Linked DNA regions of Pan troglodytes: region 1 is linked to region 2. The links are chromatin contacts, called in public Hi-C maps. All regions are on one chromosome and are shown on one strand. The core of a region is the stretch at or near the end of the contact, and the rest is flanking DNA. Distances in the headings are between cores, read along the strand shown. Region 1 holds the start of LOC459622 (neurobeachin-like). Region 2 holds the start of CCDC115 (coiled-coil domain containing 115).

Region 1 (4,748 bases), core at 735-3,234, 360 kb before region 2:
AGAATTTTGAATGTTCTCCCCACAAAAAAAAAAAAAAACCTGGACGAGCAAATAGAGATCCTAAGTACCCTGATTTGATCATTACCCAATCTATATGTATGAAAATGTACCCCTAATTATGGACCTTTATGTTGTGAAAAAAAGTTAACAGAAATAAATACGTATTGCTAAAAATCACAGGGAACCACAAAAGCAATGAATATCTAAAGGAATCCTGAGAAATACAAAGTGAAGACCCACAATCCTCAATATCAAATTACACTGCCAAGTTGTAGTTATACAGCTGATATATGATACTTGCATAAACTATGGACAAAAACAGGGAGGACAAAAACATGATCAACACAAATATGGACACAATCAACTGACTTTGATAAAGAACACTGCAATGTGGAAGGCAGAGAATGAATACCTTTGAGAAAAATGATATCCAGATGCAGAAGCGAGAAATAGGACCTTATTTTACACGATGTATGAAAATGAACACCCACTCCCCCAAATTGAAGGCAAAACAAAAGACCATAAACCACAAAATGTTTTTAACTAAAACACAGGATGAGCATATATTTTGGGTCACTTGAATCTCTGCTCACCTTTGCAAAGAGGAAAATAAACACCCTGGAAGAAAAACCTCATTGACAATTAAATGCTTTGTCACTGACATATTATTTTCTTATATGGGTGACGAAAATTACATGCATGAAACGCAAAAATAAATATCATGTTGACTACATCAACATGAAAAGTTTCTGCACATCAAAGAAAACTACTTTCCAATTAAAAAAGCATCCTATAGATTAGGCAAAAATTTCAGGCAATCTTGTAATTCACGAGGAGTTGTCATCTAATATGAACACAAAAAACACTACAAAGTAGCAAAAGCATCCAATCTAATATTTTGCAAAGAACCTGGACAATTCTGCACAGCCATAAAATCGAACAACAAATAAGAGATAAGGTCCTCAAAATAAACTATTCATTAGAAAACTGTAATTCAAAACCACACAGAGATAATCTCACACTTATTGAATATTCCTTGTTTTTATAAAAAAATAGGAGAGGCTGGGAACGGTGTCTCATGCCTGTAATCTCTGCACTTTGCGAGGCTGAGGCAGGTGGGTCACCTGAGGTCAGGAGTTTGAGACCAGCCTGACCAATATCGTGAAACCCCATCTCTACTAAAAATACAAAAATTAGCTGGGCATGGTGGCAGGCGCCTGTAGTCCCAGGTACTCTGGAGGCTGAGACAGGAGACTTGCTTAAACCAGGCAGAGGTTGCAGTCGGCCGAGATGGCGCCACTGCACTCCAGCCTGTAAGACAGAGCAAGACTCCGTCTCAAAACAAAAACAAAAACAAAAACAAAACAAACCCCAAACCAAAAATAGTAGGAATGCGGGTGTGGTTTTGGAGAAAGGGAAACTCATACACTGTAGGTGGAAATGAAAATTAGGATACACACCATGGAAAACAGCTAAATAGCTGGAGACTCCTCAAAGAACTGAAAATACAGATGCCCGCTGCTCTAGCGAGGTCTCTTTTTAAAGGTGCTGAGGCATCAAAAATAATCCTAGACTCCAGCTCAGAGGCCCCTGGGGCTCCGAGGGACCCAGGTCCCGCGTTTTACCGCCAGCTGTGGGCCAGGGCGCTCCTATACGCTGGACGCGGGTCGGACATTGGCATAGCCTTCCCGGCCGGGGTGCGGACGCTGCAGTAGCCAGGACCGCACAACCGCCCCCAAGCGGAGGACTCGGGCCCAGATGCCCACGAAGAAGTGCGGGCACGAAAACAGGCAGAGGCAGGGAAGGAGCAGGGAGGGTTCCCGGTGGGGTCCACGCCCCCGCCACTTACCGCGGAGACCCGTCTCCTACTCCACCATCACATGGAACCCACCACCGCTTCTCAGAAGCTCGCTCTGACCACGCTGCTGCTGCTGCAGGGGCGTCGCAGGAAGTGCAGTCTCAGCTCCGTAGGGACACGCACGCTGGCAGCATCCCTAGTGCCAGGTTGAAGCTCCACCCCCTCTTAAAGGGACCGCGGCTCGGACTTGCCAGAAGCCGCTTAGGGTTGCGGCACAGGCTGAGCCTCTGCCCAGCCCCAGAGGACGACGAAAGGCCCCTGGTCTCTCATCCTCCCCAGCTTTCGGGCCCTAGAAGTCGCAGGAGCGCTCCCTGTGACCGCCTCCCGGAGATCGGCTCCCTTTGCCTAGGGAGCGCCCAGGACCTGCCCCTGCCCTCCTCTGGACCTCAGCTTCACCATCCGCAGAGGAAGCAGCCTCGCTAGAGCTCTGGGGGTCCCTCAAGCTTGGCGTCTCAGGATCCAGGGTGGGCTCCCCTGCCCCTCTGCAGAGGGGGCCCAGAGAACCACAGAAAGCTGGGGGCTGGAGGGACAGTCCGGAGGGCAGCAGGGCCTCCCGGGCCTCACTGTCCGCATCTGTCCTGTGGGAGCTCGCGGGCCTCGCTATGGCCCAGACACCCACAGCCTCACCAGGGCTGCCTGGGTCACCGGGCTCTCCAGGAGGCAGGCAGGGGCCCTGGGGTCCAGCGCTGCCCCCATCTCAACTCTTTCCTTCATCAGGGCCCACGAGGGGCCCTGTGGACTGGACCCAGGCCCGCCCATTCCCAGGGAGAGGCTATTAATTATTTCCTCAATTTCAGAGCCTGTTATTGGTCTATTCAGAGATTCAGCTTCTTCCTGGTTTAGTCTTGGGAGGGTGTATGTGTCGAGGAATTTATCCATTTCTTCTAGATTTTCTAGTTTATTTGCGTAGAGGTGTTTGTAGTATTCTCTGATGGTAGCTTGTATTTCTGTGGGATCAGTGGTGATATCCCCTTTATCATTTTTTATTGCGTCTATTTGATTCTTCTCTCTTTTCTTCTTTATGAGTCTTGCTAGCGGTCTATCAATTTTGTTGATCTTTTCAAAAAACCAGCTCCTGGATTCATTGATTTTTTTGAAGGGTTTTTTGTGTCTCTATTTCCTTCAGTTCTGCTCTGATCTTACTTATTTCTTGCCTTCTGCTAGCTTTTGAATGTGTTTGCTGTTGCTTCTCTAGTTCTTTTCATTATGATGTTAGGGTGTCAATTTTAGATCTTTCCTGCTTTCTCTTGTGGGCATTTAGTGCTATAAATTTCCCTCTACACACTGCTTTAAATGTGTCTCAGAGATTCTGGTATGTTGTGTCTTTGTTCTCATTGGTTTCGAAGAACATCTTTATTTCTGCCTTCATTTTGTTATATACCCAGTAGTCATTCAGGAGCAGCTTGTTCAGTTTCCATGTAGTTGAGTGGTTTTGAGTGAGTTTCTTAATCCTGAGTTCTAGTTTGATTGCACTGTGGTCTGAGAGACAGTTTGTTATAATTTCTGTTCTTTTACATTTGCTGAGGAGTGCTTTACTTCCAACTATGTGGTCAATTTTGGAATAAGTGCTGTGCGGTGCTAAGAAGAATGTATATTCTGTTGATTTGGGGTGGAGAGTTCTGTAGATGTCTATTAGGTCTGCTTGGTGCAGAGCTGAGTTCAATTCCTGGATATCCTTGTTAACTTTCTGTCTCGTTGATCTGTCTAATGTTGACAGTAGGGTGTTAAAGTCTCCCGTTATTATTGTGTGGGAGTCTATATTTTGGGTGCAGATGAGTTTATAGTCAAAGTAAAAAACACACGAAGGGCATTCACATTTCCAGGAACAGAAGCATCCTGTCTGGTTTTTCAGAGGTGAAGGGAGCAGTCTGAAGGGGCTGTGGCACAGGTGTGTCTATAATCAAAGCTCACAGCCGAGGCCCTGGGGGAGGTTCAGGTATGCCCCAGGGGGTGCGCCTCATCCAGCACTTCACTGCCAGGGGCCTCATCTTTATTAAATTCTGGGCCTTTTCCTGGGCAATAGTTACACAAGGTGCGTTCAATGAACCCTATGTCCTGTGGCTGCCACCCATTGCAGGGTCACAAAGGTAATGATCACCACCCCCTCCACCTTCTGCTGAGGGTCCGGGTGACCCCCTGGTGGTGTAACCCAGGCCCTCACCCCTAAGGGGTCCTGAGTCTTGCTCACCACGGAGTCCTTGGTCTAGGGCTCCCACACTTGTCCACGTACCATCAAATGCTGTGTACTGAGAGGCGCTTGTGTAGAGCCCCTCCTGCCCCAGGCAGCATAACCCTGCTTCTGCTGAAACCACGGTCCAGGTGGTACACATTTTTCTGCCCGCAGGTCCCATGGAGGAGCAGCCTGAGGACAAAGCAGCACCCAGAGCTTGTTTTTTCAGAGAACTTGGCCTTGTCCTGTCTAGAAGCCCCACAGCTGTGGAAACCAGGACCTCCTGCTTTTCAGAGCCTAGATGTGCAGGATATAGATGCACCTCAGAGGTCCTGGGTGTGAGGTGGAAGGTTGGGGGACACTGGGCTTCCTACTGCTGTGCTCCCATTGCTGCATCTTCTACCTGGTGGGACAAGGCAGCTAGCAATGGTGAAAGATTCACCCAGACACTGTGTCCTCCCACATCCTGACCTGGCACCTGAGCCAAACTGCTGGGTCTGAAGCTCCCAGGAGCGTGTGTGTGCTGTGACCAGCAGACCTATGGCATGCGCCCTCTTCCTCCCTCTATGGCATGGTATCAATTCCTCTGATGGTGTCAATGTGAGGTCTCGTCCTGATGGGTAGAACTTTCTATAAACCATCCCATGGCCCCGGGGAAAGGCAAGCTCATCCCTTCAGGTTTAGCTGTTTCTGTTAAATGCAACCCTGTTCTTCCCAGGG
Region 2 (4,146 bases), core at 581-3,080:
AACAACCAGTAAATGCTTTTGGAAAAAACAATGGGTGTACAACGGAAGTTTGGATGGAGGAAAACCTGCAAAGCCTTTCACAGACTAACCCCAGCCATGGCAGCAGTGCTCAAGTGTTCCCTGTGGATAGAGGGTCTGAGGGCCACAGAGCCAAACAACAGGGTCCACTCACCATCCCGGAAGCTTGCTTGAGCCTGACGTAGACTGTGAGGAACTAGGATTCCAAACCAGTTCAGGGGGTCCTGAGGGGCCTCAGAGGACTCCGGTTCTGGGGTCTTAGTGGGGCCCTTGCGCCTCCGCAGACCTGAGGAAAGAAAGGTTGGAGGAGGCTGGGATCTTACTCCCTGGACCTTTATCATCTTGGTGACAATGTTGAGCTTGATCTGAGCTCATGATTCTATAAAACATTGTTGGTTGGAAAATTCCAACTTTGGGGTTCCAGGAAACAGCTTACCACAAAACACAGCCTTTCCCCTTGTGATTCAGATGAGACTGTTTGTTCACTCTTTCCCGTGACTCCTGTAAGACCCACTGATGACCCTGTTTGCCTGTGACACCGACCTTACCCATTGTACCTGAACATGCCAACTGACCAGACACAGACGTTCCAACTCCCCATTCTTTGTCTCAGGAATGATTAACTGGGATTAGAAGTTTGTCCCTCTGAAACTAGCTAGACACACAGATAAATATTTTCTGTTCAGCTGACTGAAACGTATGTGATTGTAAATCTATTCCCAGTGTAAAGCAACTCACCAACAATTTCTCTACTTCCTATAAAAGTCTAAGGCAAAACCACCCTACAAAAACATTCTGTTCTTCTGCTCTGGGATGCTCTCTCTTATCGCAAAAACCTAATTTAAATCATCTCCATAATTTGCATTTTGTCTTTGACACTGGGAAGGGGTTCTGCAGAAGGAAGAGGGGGCTCACCTGCTTCGCGAGGCCCCACCTCCTCTGGGGCGTGGACACCAGCTCTCACCACCTTGAACTTCTGGAGTCCCTCCTGGGCCTCGCTGAAGGACGAGAAGGGAGGATGGAGCTTTGGCAGCCCGGGCCTAGAACGCGCCCGCCCGCCCACCCAGCCCAGCATGGAAGCTTCCTCACCTGGCGTGGAGGCAGACCTGGGGCTCCATGTGGGAAGCATACTGCAGGGGCCCCACCGACTTGGCGCCCATCGCGTAGCGAGCCTTGGCGAGCGAGAGCCAGCCCTGCAGGGAGAGGAAAGCGGTGAGACTCAGTTTACGCCCGTGTACCCTCCTGCCCGCCCCAGGCGCCTACCTCCTCCACCCGGGCGTTCAACACCGTTCGTTTCCCCTCCAGCTCCTCCAGGTCCCCAAGCAGCTGCAGGACCAGCGAATCCAGCTCCGCTCGCAGGTCAAGCGCCGCCATGGACACACCTCCAGATCTGGAGCCACCTTCTTCCTTGTCACCCTCCGCAGTTTGGCAGGACAGCCAATAGGCACACGAGATCCTCCATCAAGGGGCGTTCCCATCTGGGGATCCCCACGCCGGCAGCACCAAGGCCTCTGGGTCAGCTTCTTTAAGGGCAAGCGCCCTTAGAGAAGCAGCACGGAAGCAACCAATCAACTGGTTTCTCCAATTAGCCCCCAAGTGGATCAGCCTGCTGAACTGTCGGCTAGGGTTATAGGTGGTTCTGAGTCCTTCCGGAAGCTGCCGAATCTTAGAAGTCGCGCCACTGTTGTGGCGATGGAAGAAGGCGAAGCTCTACAGAAACCATTTTGGTTGAGGGAAGAGTGGTTTTAAAGTTAATTTGGAAAGGAGCCGGCAAGCAACCTTGAGTCGGTGTGCGGTTTTTACAGTTGAACTGTTTCCAGCCGCTAATTATGATTGTTTTAGCGGTTCGTCATCTGAAAACTGCATTCTGCACGGCGGTGGTCGGGGGAGGGCGGGGATGGAGAAGCCTGGGCGGACATATTTATTAGCTGCGGTACTAAGTCACGTGTGACACTCTGTATCCAGTCTATTGGTTATCCCAAGGAGAACGCCCTGCCGGAATGGCCAATCGCTTTGAGATGTCCCCGCCCTATTCGCCATCTTAACATAGGGCATTCCCCACAGCTGCAGGCACCAGTGAAGCGTCTAAGGGACCATCTTGGTTGAGGGCGGAAGTGAGGACTGTGTCGCGCTGGAGGAGCCCACAGATTCTCCCGGACCCACGTGGAAGCGGCACTCAAGATGGTAGGAGAATGAGCTCCTGTTTCGGAGGTCCGGGGCGCGTGAAGTGCTGGGGATGTGGCTCTGGGGACTTGGAGGCTCAGCGGCTCCGGGGCTCCGGGGTTCCGGGGCTCGGGAGCGAGTAGTGAGTGACTGGGCCTGCTGTTCCCACAGCTGCGCCGCGAGGCCCGCCTGCGCCGCGAGTACCTGTACCGCAAGGCCCGGGAGGAGGCGCAGCGCTCAGCCCAGGAGAGGAAGGAGCGGCTGCGGCGCGCGCTGGAAGGTAAGGCGTCGGCCCCGCGGGCGTCTGCGTGGTAAACCACCCCGGCATGCATTTGTGTTCGAATATCCGAGCGTCTTTCCAAATGCTTGCCGGCCGTTTTCCTTGCTCATTGAGTTCTCCTGTTGGTTTTGAGAGTCTTTCTTCGGTGTGATGGTATTAATTACTTGTCACTGACGTTGCAGTACCCGGGTTTTGCAGCTTGCCCGCTGTGTGCAGTGTGTCAAGTTCGTCCCAAGTTTTAAAGACTTTATCTTGTCCTGTAGAAATTCTCTTTAGAGCGGTGGCTCACTGCTGTAATCCCAGCACTTTGGGAGGCCGAGGCAGGCGGATCATGAGGTCAGGAGTTCGAGCCTGACCAACATGGTGAAATCTCGTCTCTACTAAACATACAAAAATTAGCCGGCCGTGGTGGCACGCGCCTGTAATCCCAGCTACTCAGGAGGCTGAGGCAGGAGAATCGCTTGAACCCGGGAGGCGGAGGTTGCAGTGAGCCGAGATCCTGCCACTGCACTCCAGCCTGGGCAAAAAAGCAAGACTCCGTCTCAAAAAAAAAAAAAAAGAAATTCTCTCTAAAGACTATCTGGATAGCGCTGGTGCTGCAGACTGCGCTGCCCATCCTCCCTGCAGGAGTTCCTCTGAGCTCCGTGGAGAACAGTGCTGGCCCCGAGTGCGCACCTGGAGCGCTGTGCTCTGCGGTAGGCAGCCTGCGGTCCAGGGCCCGCTGAAGCCATGCCTTCGAAGCGCTGTGGGCATCGTGACCAACGGTTTTGCTGTCTGAGAGCTTAAAGGTCTCTGGTCCACCATCATACATACAGAACAGTCTATATTTCTTTTCAAAAGTAATTTTTAAGGCCGAGCGCTGTGGCTTACGCCTGTAATCCCAGCACTTTGGGAGGCCGAGGCGGGTGGATCACGAGGTCAGGAGATCGAGACCATCCTGGCTAACACGGTGAAACCCCGTCTCTACTAAAAATACAAAAAATTAGCCGGGCGCCGTGGCGGGCTCCTGTAGTCCCAGCTACTCGCCAGCCTGAGGCAGGAGAATGGCGTGAACCCAGGAAGCGGAGCTTGCAGTGAGCCGAGATGGCACCACTGCACTGCTCTGCCTGGGTGACAGAGCGAGACTCCGTCTCAAAAAAAAAAAAAAAATCGATGTTTAGATTTCTACCTGATTATAAAAGCAATACAGTACATTAAGATATTTTAGAAAGTCCTCAAGTCATGAGACTAAAGAAAATGAAGTCCTAGTAACCACTGTTTATGGGGGTTGGCCTGTAGAAAGTTTTGTCACCTCTATCCATGCTGTATCCAAGCTCAGAAAGGGCTGAGGTATTTTTATTTCAAGCATGTGCAGGCTAGTAAGCTGTGGTGTATTGGATGAGCTGAGGTCTCCATGCTTGTGACTCACTCAGCCCCTCTCTCTTCCCTCTGCAGAAAACCGCCTGATTCCCACTGAGATACGCCGAGAGGCTCTGGCCTTACAGGGGTCCCTGGAGTTTGATGATGCCGGAGGTGAAGGTAACTATACAAGGTAGCCCTCCCCAACACTGAGCTGGCAGGTCTCCAGTCCTTCCTCAGACACGCCGGGCACCATCCCATCAGAGGAAACTGCTCCTGGAACTGTCCCCCATGCCCTTGTCACTGCACAGATGGCATTGCAGGGCTCTCCCTGAGTGTGCCCTGTC

The links. A called contact is a pair of places that touch in the nucleus more often than the background predicts.
Region 1: a Hi-C map of blood shows a contact between it and region 2, with 8 times the contacts expected there. The contact joins the promoter of LOC459622 here to the promoter of CCDC115 in region 2. A contact is called at or near these places in 3 of 7 Hi-C or Micro-C datasets (blood, induced pluripotent stem cells and stem cell-derived neural progenitor cells) and 1 of 1 datasets of contacts at active chromatin or transcription factors (stem cell-derived excitatory neurons).

What each region holds. Positions count from the first base shown.
Region 1 is chr13:32,615,299-32,620,046 of NHGRI_mPanTro3-v2.0_pri, reverse strand. LOC459622 (neurobeachin-like) reads right to left here and starts at 1,984. Exons shown (of 9, transcript XR_010150040.1): 1 at 1,850-1,984.
Region 2 is chr13:32,255,705-32,259,850 of NHGRI_mPanTro3-v2.0_pri, reverse strand. CCDC115 (coiled-coil domain containing 115) reads right to left here and starts at 1,830. Exons shown (of 5, transcript XM_001142734.7): 1 at 1,282-1,830; 2 at 1,108-1,211; 3 at 934-1,016; 4 at 173-304. The coding sequence starts at 1,392. IMP4 (IMP U3 small nucleolar ribonucleoprotein 4) reads left to right here and starts at 2,102. Exons shown (of 8, transcript XM_009443286.4): 1 at 2,102-2,202; 2 at 2,353-2,461; 3 at 3,896-3,979. The coding sequence starts at 2,200.